Linked DNA regions of Mus musculus: regions 2 and 3 are each linked to region 1. A link is a contact called in public Hi-C and HiChIP or PLAC-seq data. All regions are on one chromosome and are shown on one strand. Each heading gives the region's core, a stretch centred on a gene start, on an enhancer-like site or on the middle of the called end of the contact. The rest is flanking DNA. Distances are from core to core; before and after follow the strand shown.

The links. Hi-C and Micro-C count contacts between places; a contact is called where the count stands out from the background. HiChIP or PLAC-seq counts read pairs in DNA pulled down with a chosen protein or histone mark.
Region 2: a Hi-C map of the MNK3 cell line shows a contact between it and region 1, with 4 times the contacts expected there. The contact joins the enhancer-like site here to the promoter of Mdfic in region 1. A contact is called at or near these places in 1 of 39 promoter capture datasets (macrophages), 2 of 15 datasets of contacts at CTCF or cohesin (CD8 T cells and the NIH/3T3 cell line), 5 of 484 Hi-C or Micro-C datasets (the MNK3 cell line, Th1 cells, bone marrow-derived macrophages and 1 more), 5 of 115 datasets of contacts at active chromatin or transcription factors (CD8 T cells, bone marrow-derived dendritic cells, bone marrow-derived macrophages and 1 more) and 2 of 9 other capture datasets (adipose tissue and liver).
Region 3: a contact with region 1 is called in an H3K4me3 HiChIP or PLAC-seq map of bone marrow-derived macrophages, with 4 times the contacts expected there. The contact joins the enhancer-like site here to the promoter of Mdfic in region 1. A contact is called at or near these places in 3 of 39 promoter capture datasets (the 3T3-L1 cell line, the C10 cell line and macrophages), 2 of 15 datasets of contacts at CTCF or cohesin (CD8 T cells and the NIH/3T3 cell line), 23 of 484 Hi-C or Micro-C datasets (3T3-L1-derived adipocytes, CD8 T cells, adipose-derived mesenchymal stem cells and 14 more), 8 of 115 datasets of contacts at active chromatin or transcription factors (CD8 T cells, bone marrow-derived macrophages, embryonic fibroblasts and 1 more) and 3 of 9 other capture datasets (adipose tissue, liver and pancreatic islet).

The regions. Positions count from the first base shown.
Region 1 is chr6:15,717,587-15,722,713 of GRCm38.p6, reverse strand. Mdfic (MyoD family inhibitor domain containing) reads right to left here and starts at 2,053. Exons shown (of 5, transcript NM_175088.5): 1 at 1,751-2,053; 2 at 1,350-1,527. The coding sequence starts at 1,443.
Region 2 is chr6:15,673,135-15,678,261 of GRCm38.p6, reverse strand. No RefSeq gene overlaps it. Among named protein-coding and RNA genes, the nearest start is that of Gm36352, 36 kb to the right of the region's middle. Within about 2 kb of position 2,416, at least 2 of the 459 cell types and tissues checked have an H3K27ac peak or open chromatin away from gene starts, as enhancers often do. A contact at or near this core is called in the MNK3 cell line, where this site is marked.
Region 3 is chr6:15,761,897-15,767,023 of GRCm38.p6, reverse strand. All of the region lies in intron 3 of Mdfic (MyoD family inhibitor domain containing), which reads right to left. Among named protein-coding and RNA genes, the nearest start is that of Mdfic, 44 kb to the right of the region's middle. Within about 2 kb of position 2,728, at least 24 of the 459 cell types and tissues checked have an H3K27ac peak or open chromatin away from gene starts, as enhancers often do. A contact at or near this core is called in adipose tissue, bone marrow-derived macrophages, pre-B cells and 1 more, where this site is marked.

The sequences.
Region 1 (5,127 bases), core at 804-3,303:
CTGTATAGCCCTGGCTGTCCTGGAACTCACTTTGTAGACCAGGCTGGCCTCGAACTCAGAAATCCGCCTGCCTCTGCCTCCCAAGTGCTGGGATTAAAGGCGTGCACAACCACACCCGGCCCAATAGTTTTACCTGGAGTGTTTGCAGTTGATTTTTGGCGTAAGCATTGTTTACCAGGAGTGATTAATGACTGAAGTGGGAGTATAAAGAGCCTATCGACGAGTGGCTATGACTGTGGAGGGTGGGCGGGCATGGCTAATGGCAGGGAGATGACAATGTTGACAATGCAGTGTGTGTAAGACGGGCTGCTTCTGAGAAAACGTGTTTATCAATCTGGTTCTTCTCTACAGCTAATCACTTGGATTCTCTCTGTTTAGGAAAAGAAATGAGTCACTCTTCTAAATCGAAATGATAAACATAACATTTCAATTTACGCTTGGATGTTTTCTGCTACTATCTACTCTGGTTAGAACAGCAACTCCTTTCCTCCCCCCCCTCCCCACCCCCCACCCCCCGAATTAAAAAGAGAAGAAAGAAACTTAAGGCAGTATATATTTGGGTACTGGGAGACAAGATTTTAGACATGCTTAAAATCAAGAGTTTTGGAGAGCTGGAAAGTTATCTGGTGTCTGCCAGTCAGAACTGTCCTCATTGGAATTGTCCTTACTGGAAAAGGGAAGAGAAATGGTGAGAGTCTGGTTCTGCCACCAAAGAGCACCTGAAGTCTATTACCTTCAAAGAATTTTAAAATGTGGTTATGGAAGCTTCCCAGAAGCAAACGATTTTGTTTTCCCTTTGGAAGAACTCAAAAGAGTTAATTCATTCTTGGAACGTGTTTATTCCAAAACAAACGTTATTGAAAACATATGCACGAGCCATTCCAAAAGAAACTGGTCTCAGAAACCTGGATGCTTAACCTGGGGGTCAGAGTACCCCACAAGAACCAGAAAGATGAGGAGAGCCCACGCTAGCTCAGAGAGCAGAGACTGCCCTGCATGAGAAAAGAACATAAGAACTTAAGAGTACTAGACAAGGGTTGGAGACTTCACACCCCTCCTGAGTCCCAGGCCAAGAAGTGCTTAGGCAGAAGGTAGAAGCCATCTAGTCAACCAGTTTCTAGCAAGAAAAGGGAATAGAGGGGCCAGGGATCCCGCCCTCCTATCCGGTTGTTGATCTGGGGCAGTGATCCTCTGGCAGACTTGTTTAAGTAACATAAGTGTGCAAAAGTTCACAATTCCGAAGTTGAAGCCCATCCTCGCAGTTCCCCACTCCCACCACCACCACCACCCATCCCTAAGTGTGCAAGCACGTCCCAGAAACTCGCAACTCGCAAGTACTTGTTACTCACCGTGGGCCGGGGAGCCCAGCCGGCCGCCGCCCGCCTCGACCGGGCACTGCTGCTCCGCGGGCCCGGGAGCGAGGGCTTCACCCGCGCAGGACATGGGCCACGCTCCGAGCCAGAGCCGTCCCCGCGGGGTGCACGGACCCCAGCTGCTTAGGTGCTGGGTGCAGGAAACGGCCTGCCTCTGGCGGGAAAAGCAAAAGGGACAGCAGGATCAACTGTTTTTAGAGCACAGCACGCCGCAATGCCTGGGCCATTCCCTCCCCCTCCGCGTCCCTCCTCCAACTCCACCCCAGGGAAGTTAGGATTTGAAAGCAGCCTGGGGGGACGCTGCGAACGGGACGCGCGCGCTGGGAGGGGACGCGCGGGGACTCGGCGGCAGAGCGACCTAAGGGACCTCCACCTACCTTGGCATCCCCCCCGTGGGCTGTTCCGGGTCCCTTCCTCCCGCCACCGGTAGTCAGCGAGGCTCTGGCCGCGGCCCCATCACGCCCTGGCAGCCTGACCACGTCCCTCCGGCCCCGGGAGTGGCAGCGACAGTGGCAGCCGCCCGCGCTGACTCCGCGCACTCCGTCCCTTCCCTCCGGGCAGCCCCTCTCCTCCGGGAAGGACTTTAGGATCCACTTGTGCGTCTCTTTCACCCTCGCGCTGCCACTCCTACACTCTTCAAACACTTCTCTCTCTGTGGCTCCCTTTCATCATATCCGGATTGGGGTGGCCTCGAACTCTTGGCAGACAGCCCCGAGGTTGGGGGCGGCGCGACCTAGGTTTGGCCCTGAGCTCCCTTGCGAGGGAGCTGTCTGGGTCAGGAGGCCAGAGCTGGACAGGCCAGATGCAGGCTCCCTAGCCCAGGCCCACCAAGGTTAGGGAAAACAGGGAGGGAGCTAACCTTGGCAGCTCAAACATCTTCAACCTTTCTGGGAAAGTCCCCCTCAAACCACTTTCAATCCTGCCCTTCGATAGACTATTAAATAATCTTGAGGAATGCCCCAGGGAAGCGACCTTTGAAAACAGGGAAGGGTGTGTGTGTGTGTGTGTGTGTGTGTGTGTGTGTGTGTGTGTGTGTGTGATGAATGTACATGTGTGTTCAAACACACACACTGACTTTCCTGGTACTATGAAGACATAAATGTGTATTTAAAACCTTGTTCACAGGTCCCAAGTACTTGTCTAATCTCTTCATCTTTTTCTTTTTTATTACTTTACTTCTGTCAGACAGGATTCCTGATCTGGTTAAACCAGTTGCACAGAGCCACCCAGGAGTGCAAGGTGAACATTCTTGAGCACATCTGTCCTACCCCAGGCTGAGTGCCTCTCTGACCGTGTGACGTCTGCGGGAAGCTAAACTGTGCTCAGACGTAAAAGGTTCATTGTCGGTGGCTTTTTAAATGAAATGTTCTGACTGTGGCAGACTCTAAAGGGCCAAGAGCAAGTGTAACGGGCTGTTAAGAACTTTTATACATCTGGTTAATTTTTGTTCTTTGTTTGAGTGAAATGCAGAGTTCAGTGGAGGTGCATATCAAAACTGAAGAAACTTAATGGTTTCTCCTTCTCACTCACCCCCATCATTACTAATAATACATCAGGAATGTTTATCTTCAAAAAGTGACCATTCAAGTTCTTTTCAACTGACGGAAAAGGTCTATTTCTTACCTCTAAAGAAACAAGAACTTGATTTCAACTACTCCGAGAAATCAATCTTCAAAGGTTCTGAAGGCAGGTATTTGGATTCCATAGAAAATGGCATTTTTCTCGGTGACCTATAGCTAATAGATATGGCCCCGTTTTTAAATAAAATTTGTAGATTCATAGATGACATTGTAAAAAGTGCCTTAAGTCTCTTAAGAACGTGTCAAGAGTCTGGACTACATAGAACCTACTGTTGTGATCATAAAAAGAGAAAGAGCTATAAAGATATGTTCTAGCTGGTGGGGTGTGGGGAAGGGGGTGTCTTGGTGGGGCCCATGTCAAGCCATCCCTTCTTCCTGAGGGACCAGTCACAGGACTGTATAGTATAGAATAGAGTTTATTCAGGGCAGGGGGAGGGGAGTTAAGAGAATAGTAGAGGCAGAGAAAGGCAGAGAGAAGGAGAGAGTAGAGAAGTAGAGACCACATGGAGAGAGAGGGGAAAGGAATGGGGGTGGGGGAGCAAGGGAGCAATGAGCAAGAGAGGCAAGAGCACAAGAGAGGGAGGAGGAGACAATCAGCCCCTTTTATAGTGGGTCAGGCCTACCTGGCTAATGCCAGGTAACTGTGGGGGTGGAGTCCAGACAGAATACCAACACCTACCTCTTGGGACCAGGTCAGTTGTGGGGAAGGCTTGTCAGCATTAAAGAACACACAGGAAACTTGTGCTCTACAAAGCACAGCCTTTGCTTACAAGAGTCAGTGAGAAAGTTCTGCAAAGTTCTTCTTTGTCCCCTTACTGTTTATCTCCTTGTTCAGTTTGTTCATTCTGTCACAAGCACATGGTACCCTTGTGGAGGTCAGAGGATGGCCTCCAGTCCTTACCTTTCACCTTGTTTGAACAGGGTGCCCTTATTGTCCCTAGCTACACACACCAGGATAGCATGCAGACTTCTGAATTTACAGCTATTTACATGTCTCTAACACCCATCTCCCTGTAGGAACACCAGAATTATAAGGCTACACTTCTATCTCTCCCAACACACCTTCTCAGGCTTGCACACAAGCCATTCTCCCACAGAGCCATCTCCCCCAATAAATGTTTTTTCATCGAATTGCACACCATATTTCACTTTTACACATGACATAAGATACCTAACTTTTCTGATAAGATGAGCATAAAACATCCTCTTTCACTATGGTATGAATGTTGGACAGCCAGCCAGTTTCCCAAATGGGTGGAGTTCTGCAGGAGTGAGGGGTGGAGAGTGAGGTCAGGGAACTGGGATAAAGGAGAGAGACCTTCTCTGAGAATCTTAGTGTTACAGATCATTTGGGCAAAGGCCTTCTCTGAGTATCTTCAATGAAACAGCTCTTTTGCCAATCTTAGCTTGGGTGAATACCTCTATTGGGGTGGACCAAGGGTATATATGAACTTTGGAGAGTGGTAAGGCACTTTCCTGGTAAGTGAAAATCATTGGCTAAAGTTTTAAAGTTCTGTGAATAGCTCATTTCCATGGAGAGACATTCCAGGAATCCCCAGGTACTTGCTCGGTGGATTCTTATTGGGAAAAGAGCAAGAGGAAAAGAGGAAACTGAACTTGTAGGTCTGCCAAGGACTACTGGACGTTCCTTCCCCTAGGTAGAAGTTGTGGGGAATCAGGCTTCCCAGACAAGGTCAGAGAATTGGGAGTCCTCCATTTTGTGCTGAGCTCAGAGAAGCTATCTGGTCATAGTAGATAGACTTCAGCCTTAAACAGCAGGGTTTCTCCATATTCCACTGTTCCTTGGATTAAGTATAAGCGTCTTGCTCTAGCAAGGGAAGGAATAAAATTCAAGTAAAAATATTAGGAACCAACCAGGACACTGTGTTGTAGAGTCACCAAGTTGGTCAAAAGCTGCATCTTGCTCCCTGTTGACTTGGAGTACGTGAGTCAAATGCTCTGCGCTGCGGTTGCCTCACAAAGGGAAGACGAGTGAGCTTCTCTATGAGGACTTAATAAGGTTATATCCCGATAGCATTTGGAAAAGTGCCACGTGTGTGAGAAATGCTCCAAATCATTGACTATTGCTCTCCCGAAAGCGTAGGGTTATGAGTACCAGAGAGTAGGATGAGGGAGAGCATGGAGAGGGAGTGGCTAGTGGCTATAGAAGTGTA
Region 2 (5,127 bases), core at 1,167-3,666, 45 kb after region 1:
CTCTTAGAAATGCTTTCATTGTGTCCCATAAGTTTGGGTATGTTGTGGCTTTATTTTCATTAAACTCTAAAAAGTCCTTCATTTCTTTATTCCTTCCTTGACCGAGGTATCATTGAGAAGAGTGTTGTTCAGTTTCCACGTGAATGATACTTTGCCCCTTCTTGGAATTGGGAGCAAAGACCTTGAATTGGTCACACTCAGGAATGAATGTTCATGAATGCTCCCACCTTAAAATGTGCTTTCCTAAATGAATATATATAGGTTCTCCAAATAAAATCACCTTAATTTGTTAGTTTAAGCAATGCATTGCTTTTAAGTAATGCCCGTGCTGCTGGTGAAAGTTCGCTCTCCATTAATGTCTTTCCAGGTTAAACAAGTTTTGGTTTCACACTCACCAAGATGAAAACTCAACCTATCTCATTGAATTTCTATCTTTTTGGTTGGCTGGATCATAGTATAAACTAAGGATGTATAAGTCATAGTCCCAAGGCTTGTTGTCAATTTCAAACAGAACCAGCATTCATGTTCTGTGTCTCATAGTTTATCAGGAGAGAAAATATGGTCTCTTCTCTCTAATTCTAAATTAAAGTTTGTTCTATAAGACTGTAATGAAATTTTATGTAACTATCTAGATTCATACAAAAGCAGGAAAGATGCATGAAATATCATCAATCTTGCTTTTTTTTGCGTGTGTGATTTAGTAGTAGTGGGAAGACCCAAGTTCCCATGCACAGTAAGTGAGCACTTCTTCACGGACCTGTGTTCTCATTTAAGCCACATCAATGTTTCAAAAACCAGTATGTTTTTTATCTAATCCAAGAAAGAAGCCTGGAATATATACTTTTGACATGTTTAAAATGCTTTATTTGTGTGTAACCCTTTCAGTGCACTTGGAATGAAATGCCAAGGTAAAAGCATTGGTGACCTTTCTATCTTTTGGCCTTTATCTTTTAGGTTCCATTCAGAGGAAACATCCAGATCACAGGACTCCTTCCCAATGAATATTTATGGGCACCATCCTCAGTCTAGTTGTATGAGATGTGGCCCAAGATGCTATTCATGTTGCCATTTCTTACAACCATTCTCTGTAATCCGAAGAATATGTTGTTTTGGTTTCTAATATGAATCTCATGTGTATCTTGGTATTTTAGAATACTAAAAATATAGACTGGCAAACTTTTTTCCCGACAGTTGTAATCCAATGGAGAGAAGGAACAGCCAGGCCATCTGATTTTAACATATTCTTCAAGTGATTCACGAGAGAGCAGGTTGACCTGGGTTGTCGGGTTGCTTATTCTTTTAACCTATTTTTCCCCAAGCATAGGTCTTAAATAATCTCATCCAGGAATCCAAATGTGATTAACTTTTATATGCTGTCAATTCTTTTTGAGTAGGATGGCGAAAGAGATCAAATTTTAGTAGTCTCAAAACTCCAGCTTATTTTATTTCCCAAAATGATAATGTATGTAAATGACTTGCTTACTATATGGTACATTTATAACTCAAAACACCAGAAGGTGGTAACCATTTTATATACACCAGGTTAAGTAAAACATGATAAGTTAAGCCTTTTGAGAGGAATAAAGTTTAGATAACAATAACATAAGTGAAATGCTTTTAAATAGTCAATTTTGTTCTGTATGCCCATTTTCTTGAGACAGTCTCACTGTGCAGCCTAGGCTAGGCTTAACTCACTGCTGAACCTAGTCTGGTCTTGAACTTGAAATCTACTTACCTTGCTATCCAAAGTGCCAAGGTACAGGGCTGCACTAAGCATGCCTACATGATTTGAATACATGATATAACAGAATTTACTTGAAGTGCCTTATAACTCTGTTCTTTTGTGTCCAGATGTCTCCAATTGTACCACTATGTGGTGTAGTATCAGTGACCTGGAAACATTTTCCATCCAGATGTTTTAATTGCATGCAGAAACAATCATTAGCCATTAACACTGATGACTGAAAAAAAAGGACCAGCTTTTCTGAGTGAAGGTCAATTTTAAATTGTTTTTATCCCTGCTCATTTTTGTCTCATTTCATTTTATTCTGTAGTATTTTATGACAAGAAAATGAAACAAAAGAAAGGGGAAGTTTACACACATTTTATTTTAAGTTACAGTTTATAGGAGCATCAAACACGAGTGTTTTATTTAATTCTTTGGGTTGATACCTTTCTGGTTTCCTGAAATATAATACACATTAATCCCTGTTTGCAGACACCTTGAAATATTTATTGAATAATACAATACAGATTCTAAAACATAATCTTCTTTTATGAATACTGGCACAAGTTCACCCAGCTCTGTGGAAGATTTAAGAAGAATGGCAGGGCAAGATCAGACACTGTTTACATCTCACCTCCAGCAAGATATAACTTTACTCTTGGCTGACCTTTAAGCAAAAGCAATGGTTATGTAACCACGTAAGCTAAAAACTAAACAGGAAAAGACAAGCGAGGGGTCACAGAGCTGGGGGTGACCTACAAACTTACTCTATTTGTTAAACTTAGATTTTTATCATGTTGCTCAAAGAAACACTGAAGTTCCCCAAATGGAAAAATGTGACTGATATTTTATCTTTGCCATCTGAATGTATACATAAATATTTCAGCATTTAAGCAGAGTTATCTGGAGTCTACAATAAAATGCATGGCAGTATCTTGCAATATTAACTGTATTCACTATTGACAAAGTGAAATTTTTGAAAGAACTGCATTCTGTCATTGAATAAATATTAGTTGTAATGAACGCCCATGAATATTGTTCTTGAAATATATCATCTGAAGTTGTTCTGAGAGCAAATAGATTTATCTCTGGAAAAAAGTTAGAAATAAGATTTATAATTTTAACACATAAATAAAACTAGTAATAGCTGCATTGATTTTTTTTCTACTTAAAAACTCTTTCTGAGAAAGAAAAAATAAATTAAATATTAGCATATGGAAATACTTTCAGATATTAAAAGATATTGATTTTTAGTAATACAAAAATGGATTAACAAATTAAAAGATTGCTGTATGTGTGTCCTTTACACTGGGTTTTCCCCCAAAGAATTGAGAAGTCATTTAGCATATTTTCATTTCCATATTTAGTAAAGCTATTAATATGACTATATGCATTTTAAATTTCATTTAAACAATGGAACTATAACATAAATTTCCCTGGAAAAAATATATAAAAAGTTGAGTATGAGGGACACTGACACTGTGCTGAGTGTTCCCAATAAGACACAGATTGTTTCAATCCCATAGAAAACATGAAGAGATCTCATGAACAATTAAAATGCTATACACAAGAAGCAATACAGGCTATTGTACCTGAGTACCCAGAAGCAAGAAAACCCATGGTTTGGCAAAGAGGTCTTTGGACAGGACATCTTTTTGAGCAGAATGTGACAGTGAGCCAAAAGAGCCCACTGGACAAACGAAGATGCTCGCCATGACTTGAACATTGGGTTTGAGAAAGTGAAAGGTGAAGCTGAAGGAGACCAAAGTTGTGCAACAGCCCTGAAACAGTGCTGAGGACTTCAAAACAGAAAGGATAAAGAGTAACAGCCAGAAGGGTTCGGAATGGGTTCACGATTGTCACAAGACTAACAAGATCGCATTGACATTCCGGGATGACCAATGTGGTTGCACTTAGAGAGCAAATGCAAAGGCTAAAAGAGGAGATTCTGGAGAAGGAGTCAGTCTTTCTGTGCTATTATTCTAAGTGAGAAACTACAGCGACACTGAGGAAGTAAGTAGGCAAGAAGAATTGGGAGCAGTTCAGGAGGTAACTGATTGAAGGAGCTCTGTGAAGGAAAACACGGTGGTCCTGGAATTCACTGATATATGAACTTGCAGAGTACCAATTGTAGGAAGATAAAATGGCAAATATAACTTTATATATATTCCCTATATATCATAAAACCTGGATATTTTTAAATTAATGCCCCCTCCCCATGATTCATGTTTACATGATGAAGCCAAAGGGTGCTGTCACTGTCCTGATTTAGACTCTGTGACTTATTCCTTCAAGACAGGGTCTCTCAGTGAACCAGTGACTCTTTCTTTTTCTACACACTACTGGGGTTACATGTACAAGAGTGGCCTTCCCCATCTTTTTTCAGGGATGTCAGGATCTGGATTCAGACCTTCATGATTTCAAAAACTGCCATAATGTTGTGGCTTACTCATTCCTTTTGATTCTAGATAAGCAAGTATATGCACAGAAAATATGAGTAGATATCATGGAGTTTGGTATACAGCTGGAAAATATTTTGTAATTCTTTCTAAACATATGCAACTGAGTGAGCACCACTCTCTGACTGTTACGACTTAGGACTTTGTTTCCTATTGATCCTGTAAACACAAAGACAGGAAGCAGCTGAGAAGGAAAGAGTTTATTTCAGCTTGCATGTTCTAGTAACAATTCTTCATTGAGGGAATTCATGGCAGGAACTTGGAAGGAGGAACTGAAGGAGAGACCAGAAAGTAATGCTACTTACTGGCTTACATCATCAGGTATGTTCAGATTGCTTTCTTATATAACTCACTTGCCTGAACATGGTCCTATCTATAGTAGGATGGATCCTCTCCTACATTAACCATCAATCAAAACAGCTCTCTCCATACATTTACACGTGTCAATCTGATGGATGAAAATTTCTCAACTTAGGTTCCATTTTCTTAGGGGATTCTAGTTTGTATCAAGTTAACAATAAAAATTTAAACAGCATATGAATCTTAAGGAAATGATGTTGTAATCAAAGATATGTGATTGTGGTTATTTGAATGAGAGTGCACGTCGTAATCTGATGTATCTGAATGTGGGTTCCCAGTTGGTAGAATAGTTTGGGAAGCATTAGGAGGTGTGGCCTTGTTGGAAGCGGTGTGGTTTTTGGAGTGTGCTGTGAAGTTTAAACAGTCCACTCAAGGCTCAGTCTCTTTTGCTGCCTCCAACTTTAGGATCAGGAAGGAAGGTCTCAGCTAAGGCTCTAGCACCATGCCTGTCTGCCTGTTGCCATGTTGTCCACCATGATTTCAAGGAATGAAACCCTCCGGAACCATGAGCCCCCAAATTAAATGCTGTCTTTTATAGGTTGCCTTGGTCATGATATCTCTTACCAGCAATAGAAAAGGAAA
Region 3 (5,127 bases), core at 1,479-3,978, 44 kb before region 1:
AGCAGGTCTCAATGGGAATAAAAACATGAGGGTAAAGGAGTCGATAGCATGAACTTCTTTTGATAATTAAAAAAAAAACCCTCAGTGATATCGTAGCTAGCAATAAGTATACTTGAAACTGCAGCTGCTGGAATAGCAATAGAGAGCCATATTTTATTCCAGGGTATAATCTATTAGAAGGAGCAAATCATCTTTATTGCTGGTCTCCATCAAAGCTATATTTAATAAAATTACAAGAGTTTTCGTGCACTTAGTTAATTTAAACGGTTGATGTACACATAAAAATCACACTAAATCCCAAGTTGCTTTCTTAGAAATAGCTTTAGGGTTCTTAGTGGGTATGCAGTACCACATGATGTCTATAGAACAGACAGAAAAACAGACAAACACATACACAGAGTAATGGTAGAGATGTTATGTACGCAATACTGTACATGGATATATGTGTATAAAATAGAGTATTAAAAATGTTATTAAGATATAGCTCTAATCCTTATACTTTCTATGCATTGGTGCCCTTAAGTGGGAGATGAAATGTTTTTCAATATGAGCCATGATAAATCTATACTAGTTTTTGGTTTGTTTGCTAGGTTGTTTTTTTTTTTTTTAACTACATAATGTGAATTTAGGTAAACTCCAAAGGTGACAATCCTCTCTTTTTTATCAGCCAGGGTCAGGACTCTATGTGCAGAGGCTAGGTGCACATTTCTGCTAAACTCTGCCCTGCCAGAGTCTCTACATTACCTTCCAAGAACTTCTGGAACTCATTTATTTACCTCCTGATTTTATTTACCTACAAAGAGTCTCTGGACTCTTTTGGTCACATATCCTATTTTCTATCTTCACTGCATCTAATGTGTACCTTTAACATATTGTATATTTTGGAATTCTTATGTGTTTTGGAGCATTCATTAATTTGCGATCCCAATCAGGTGCTATGGCTCCTTGGATGTGAGTTCACAAGACAGAGACCATTCTTGAGTCTGGAATACTGTGGTTTATGTTAAAAGATTAAATCAAATGTGAAGTAAATTACCAGATGACAATGGGAAGTAGTACCATCCAAAATAAAAGAGACCAACTGTTCAAAATTGCTGGGAGAAGTAACTGGAGTATGGCTACCGTATTTCATAAAGAGCACTATCACATAACTAAACATATTTAACACCTGGAGGCAGATAACTTCTGGCAAATGCATTTCCATGTTGTTCAAGGCTGGTATCTAATCCTGTGCTGAATCTTGCCTTGAAGGCAGATTCAGCCATTGGTCCAGGTTCTCAGAGATAGACTTGTTTCCACACTCTCCTTCCAGGCCTGGCCCTGAGGCTTTGGGTGTGACCTACCCTGGGAGCCACCAAGCTTTAATCACAGTTGAGAAGCATAATTCAGGGATGTTGAAAGATTCAAATACCAGAAATCTTCATGGCAGCAATGAGAAGACTGACTTCCCAGTTCCAGTTTTTGGTCCTTCCCTTAATTTCCCTTACTGAGTTTACCCACATTTTAATTTTTTTCTCGTTTGCCTCCTGTTTTTACATTCTGTGACAATACTACTAATTTTTTGTTTTCCAATCTTCTATTGAAAACCTTCTGTCAAATAAATATGCAAACATAATCTTGCATTTTCTAGGAGAAATATAATAAAAATGAATAAATTCAGGAAAAATTAAGGAACATAGAACATTTTTTTTCATTTAAGATATATAAATATCTCTAAAATGTCCTCAAACTATAAGTCTGTGAAAAACAAAATCCCACTACTTTTCTCTCTCCAGACATAGGAGATATGTACGCACCTACTGCTTGATTATTCAAATGAATGAAAAGTCTGGCCTTATGATGCTTCGTAGTTTCTAGATAACTTATCTGGGTAGAGAGGATTTTATTCATGGATTTGAAAAGTTTATATTTTCAGGTTTGCTTATAAAGCATCATCTACGAGCTTTATGTATATGATAAAATAGTATCCTTACTGGGTAATCTCACAGCATTATAGAATTTGCTATGGTATCTCTTTGTTTCCTGACTCAAGAGATACTTCTATACCATTCTATCACTGAATCAACTGATAAAAATGACTGCCATCTATAATTATTAATACTTATTATATTATGGATACACCTAAAAATAAATGCATATGCATTTTATACATAATTTACAGAAAAGGAAATTATTAAAATATGCTTTATATTATACAAACAATAACTCAATGAAACAAGTACCATTAAGGTATGATCTTTCTAAAAGCTATTTTTTTTATATACTGACATTTGTATAAGATGGCAGAGAGTTTAAGAGTTGCAATGAATTCATCTCTTCAAAGGAATCAGTCCTGATTTGCTAATAGGCACTGGACTCTGGGCATTCTATAGTTAAAACACCAAAGTGGTATTGGGCAGTGCACACCAACCAGAAAACTCAGGAAGCTTTATGAAGGGCTGATTTTCCTAAAGCAACAGTCATTTTTCGCCATATGCAAATAAATTTGCCACTGTATAAATCCAGAATATGTACCCCTCTATACAGACAAATTTTGAAAAGCCTCTGAAACCAGAGATCAAGCAACCTTCGATGAGATATAGGATTGCAAGGAACAGCCAGAGATCTGGATTCACCGAAGTTCAAATAAGCATGTGTGTTAGCTAAGTTGCAGCAGGCTAATTATTTTTTACTTCCTCAATTTAGTGTTGGAATTAAAAACACTACAAAGGGGAATAGAAGATACTAAGCAGGAAGAACAGCACTGGAAACCTGAAACGTTTAGACCACGGCAAATACGTCTCCATATCCTGCACAGGAGTACTGCAGAAGTAGAGAAAGCCCAAGGAACGGAAGCACATATTGCCTGGAGCAAGCCCCACTACTGATACAGGCTGGTGACAAGAAGCAGTTAAGTGGTAACGAAAAGAAAACAGAGAAGGCCAGATCTCAAAAGTAAAAGGGGCAAAGTACCACAAAGATGAGGTTCTCCATAGGAAACGGGGTGAGGGGAGGAAGAGAGAAGGGGGAAAAATTGGACTGCTACATAAAAATCTCCTGAGGCCTTTCCACTCTTGTGGTAATCCCCGAGCCTAAATGTTTGTTATCAACTGGAGAAGAACTGCTAAGTCTTTTCCAAGGGAGTCCTCTCTGCAATGGCTGTGATGGATACCAAACAAGGAAATCTTAGCAGAGGCCTCCAGTAAACGAACTCACTGCACTCAGCAGAACACAGGCCTAAGGCAGGGAAGAAACTCAACAAGGAAATGCTGTGCACAGGCTCAGCTCATACTATTCTCATTACCAAGTATTCCAGAGACCCACCCTGTTCCTTATCCACCCATACAGGGGCTGCTCTGCCTCACCTTCACTGTCTTAATCTACATATTGATGATAACAAGTTGAAGCAAATTTGATCTAGGTTGGTCTTCCAAATAATTTCAGGAGAGGGATATATATCACACAGCAATCTAGAGAAGAACAGGCACTAGATCTAGATGTGTAATCCATGTGACTAGTTTCTCACAAGGAAAGATGAAGTGCATAGGTGTTTGGAGGAGGGGGCAATTGGATCTCATTAAGTAAAAAACGGAGCGAAATTATGTGTATAGGACAGAAAGGATCTGCTGCAGACCCAAAGCATAAATGTATGCTGCTGAGCTCAGGTCACTAGAGCAGACACCTATGCTTGTCTGTTCAACATCTCTCTATTTCCCTGGCAACAGTGTAGATATTAATGAGGATAGGACCTAGATTTGCTGACAGTAATTTCTGCAGCAATGAAGTGTTTTTAGTTACATGCATTTGTACACAGAACTTGACAATCCTGAGTCTTCAGTGACTCACATTGACAGCAGAATGTTCCTGGAGGACAGGATCCTGTATTCCTAGAATCCCATCAACCTTATCAGGCACATGCATGCTGACAAAGAGCCTTGTATGATGCTCAGCACCCAGTGGACACCCAGTGAAAATTAGCTGATGATGATGAATGATACTAGCTTTTAAGCTGTCACTTGATCCCTGAATATAATAACCTTCCTGAATAAATCAAGCAACAGTTTGGTATTCAGTACCATTATAAACTTCATCCTTCACCTTCCCGAGCCTAGGGAATTGCTGTAAAAGCATAATAGAAGGAGAGTAGAACTGTAGTGAAGACTCAAGAAACTCTGTCTGTTATAACAAGGGAATTAAAGATTCAGTTACCGATATCATAGGATGTGTGGAGAAATGCATCAAAAAGGCTCACTAAGTAACCTTTCCAAAAGTAGCATGCAAAAAGTCATTGCCAAGTTATATATCTAAGAGGACCTTCCCATAACAAAAGCAAACTCAACTTAGTGGGCAAGCAAAGACTGGGCATCTTTGAGCATGGGGCAATGGGGATGTACAGATGACATCACGGGTAAAAGGGATGAAGTCAGGTAGAATGCTAACCTAAAATGCTAACCAAGTAACTTACTGCATAACAAGGAAAAGGTATTTCTGATAGCTTAAATAAAGTAAACCAAAAGAAAAACAAATTTCCAAAAGAAACACCCCCAGCTTCAACCAAGCTCATGATCCTAAGTTCACTGGTGAGCAGCTGCGATGGGAGCAACTTCAATAAGTGGTCTGAGACTAGGAAACCTCTGTGCTTTAGGCTTAGTAACATTTCTTGTTACAAATGACATTCCTGCTGAAATAATGTGAAGATTCAAGATTGAAAGTAAAGTTCGAAAAGTTGACTCAAACGCTAATCAGGCCCTAATCATCGTGTTTGACTCCTAAAGAGGATCCTGGCAACATTTCTCTATAAGGAAGTGATGCGAAGGATCGCTAGATTCACACGTAGAGTCTCATTTGCACACTTAAATATGTACATACATAGCATATATATATATATAATAGATACATAATAGGGAAAATAAATATGTAAGTGAATAAGGAGCCAAACACTGAACACTGTTTTCCCTTTCGCAACCCCAAGGTTAAATCTTAACTTCTCTTTAATACGGTTGCTTTAACTTTCCAGATTCTGATTTAGATTATTGGAGTCATCAAATTACAGTATTACTTGACAGAATAAAATATTACTTAAAACAAAAGCATCAACAAGTGGCTACACATAGAGGGACAGAGCCATTAACCACACTTGAGGAGTCA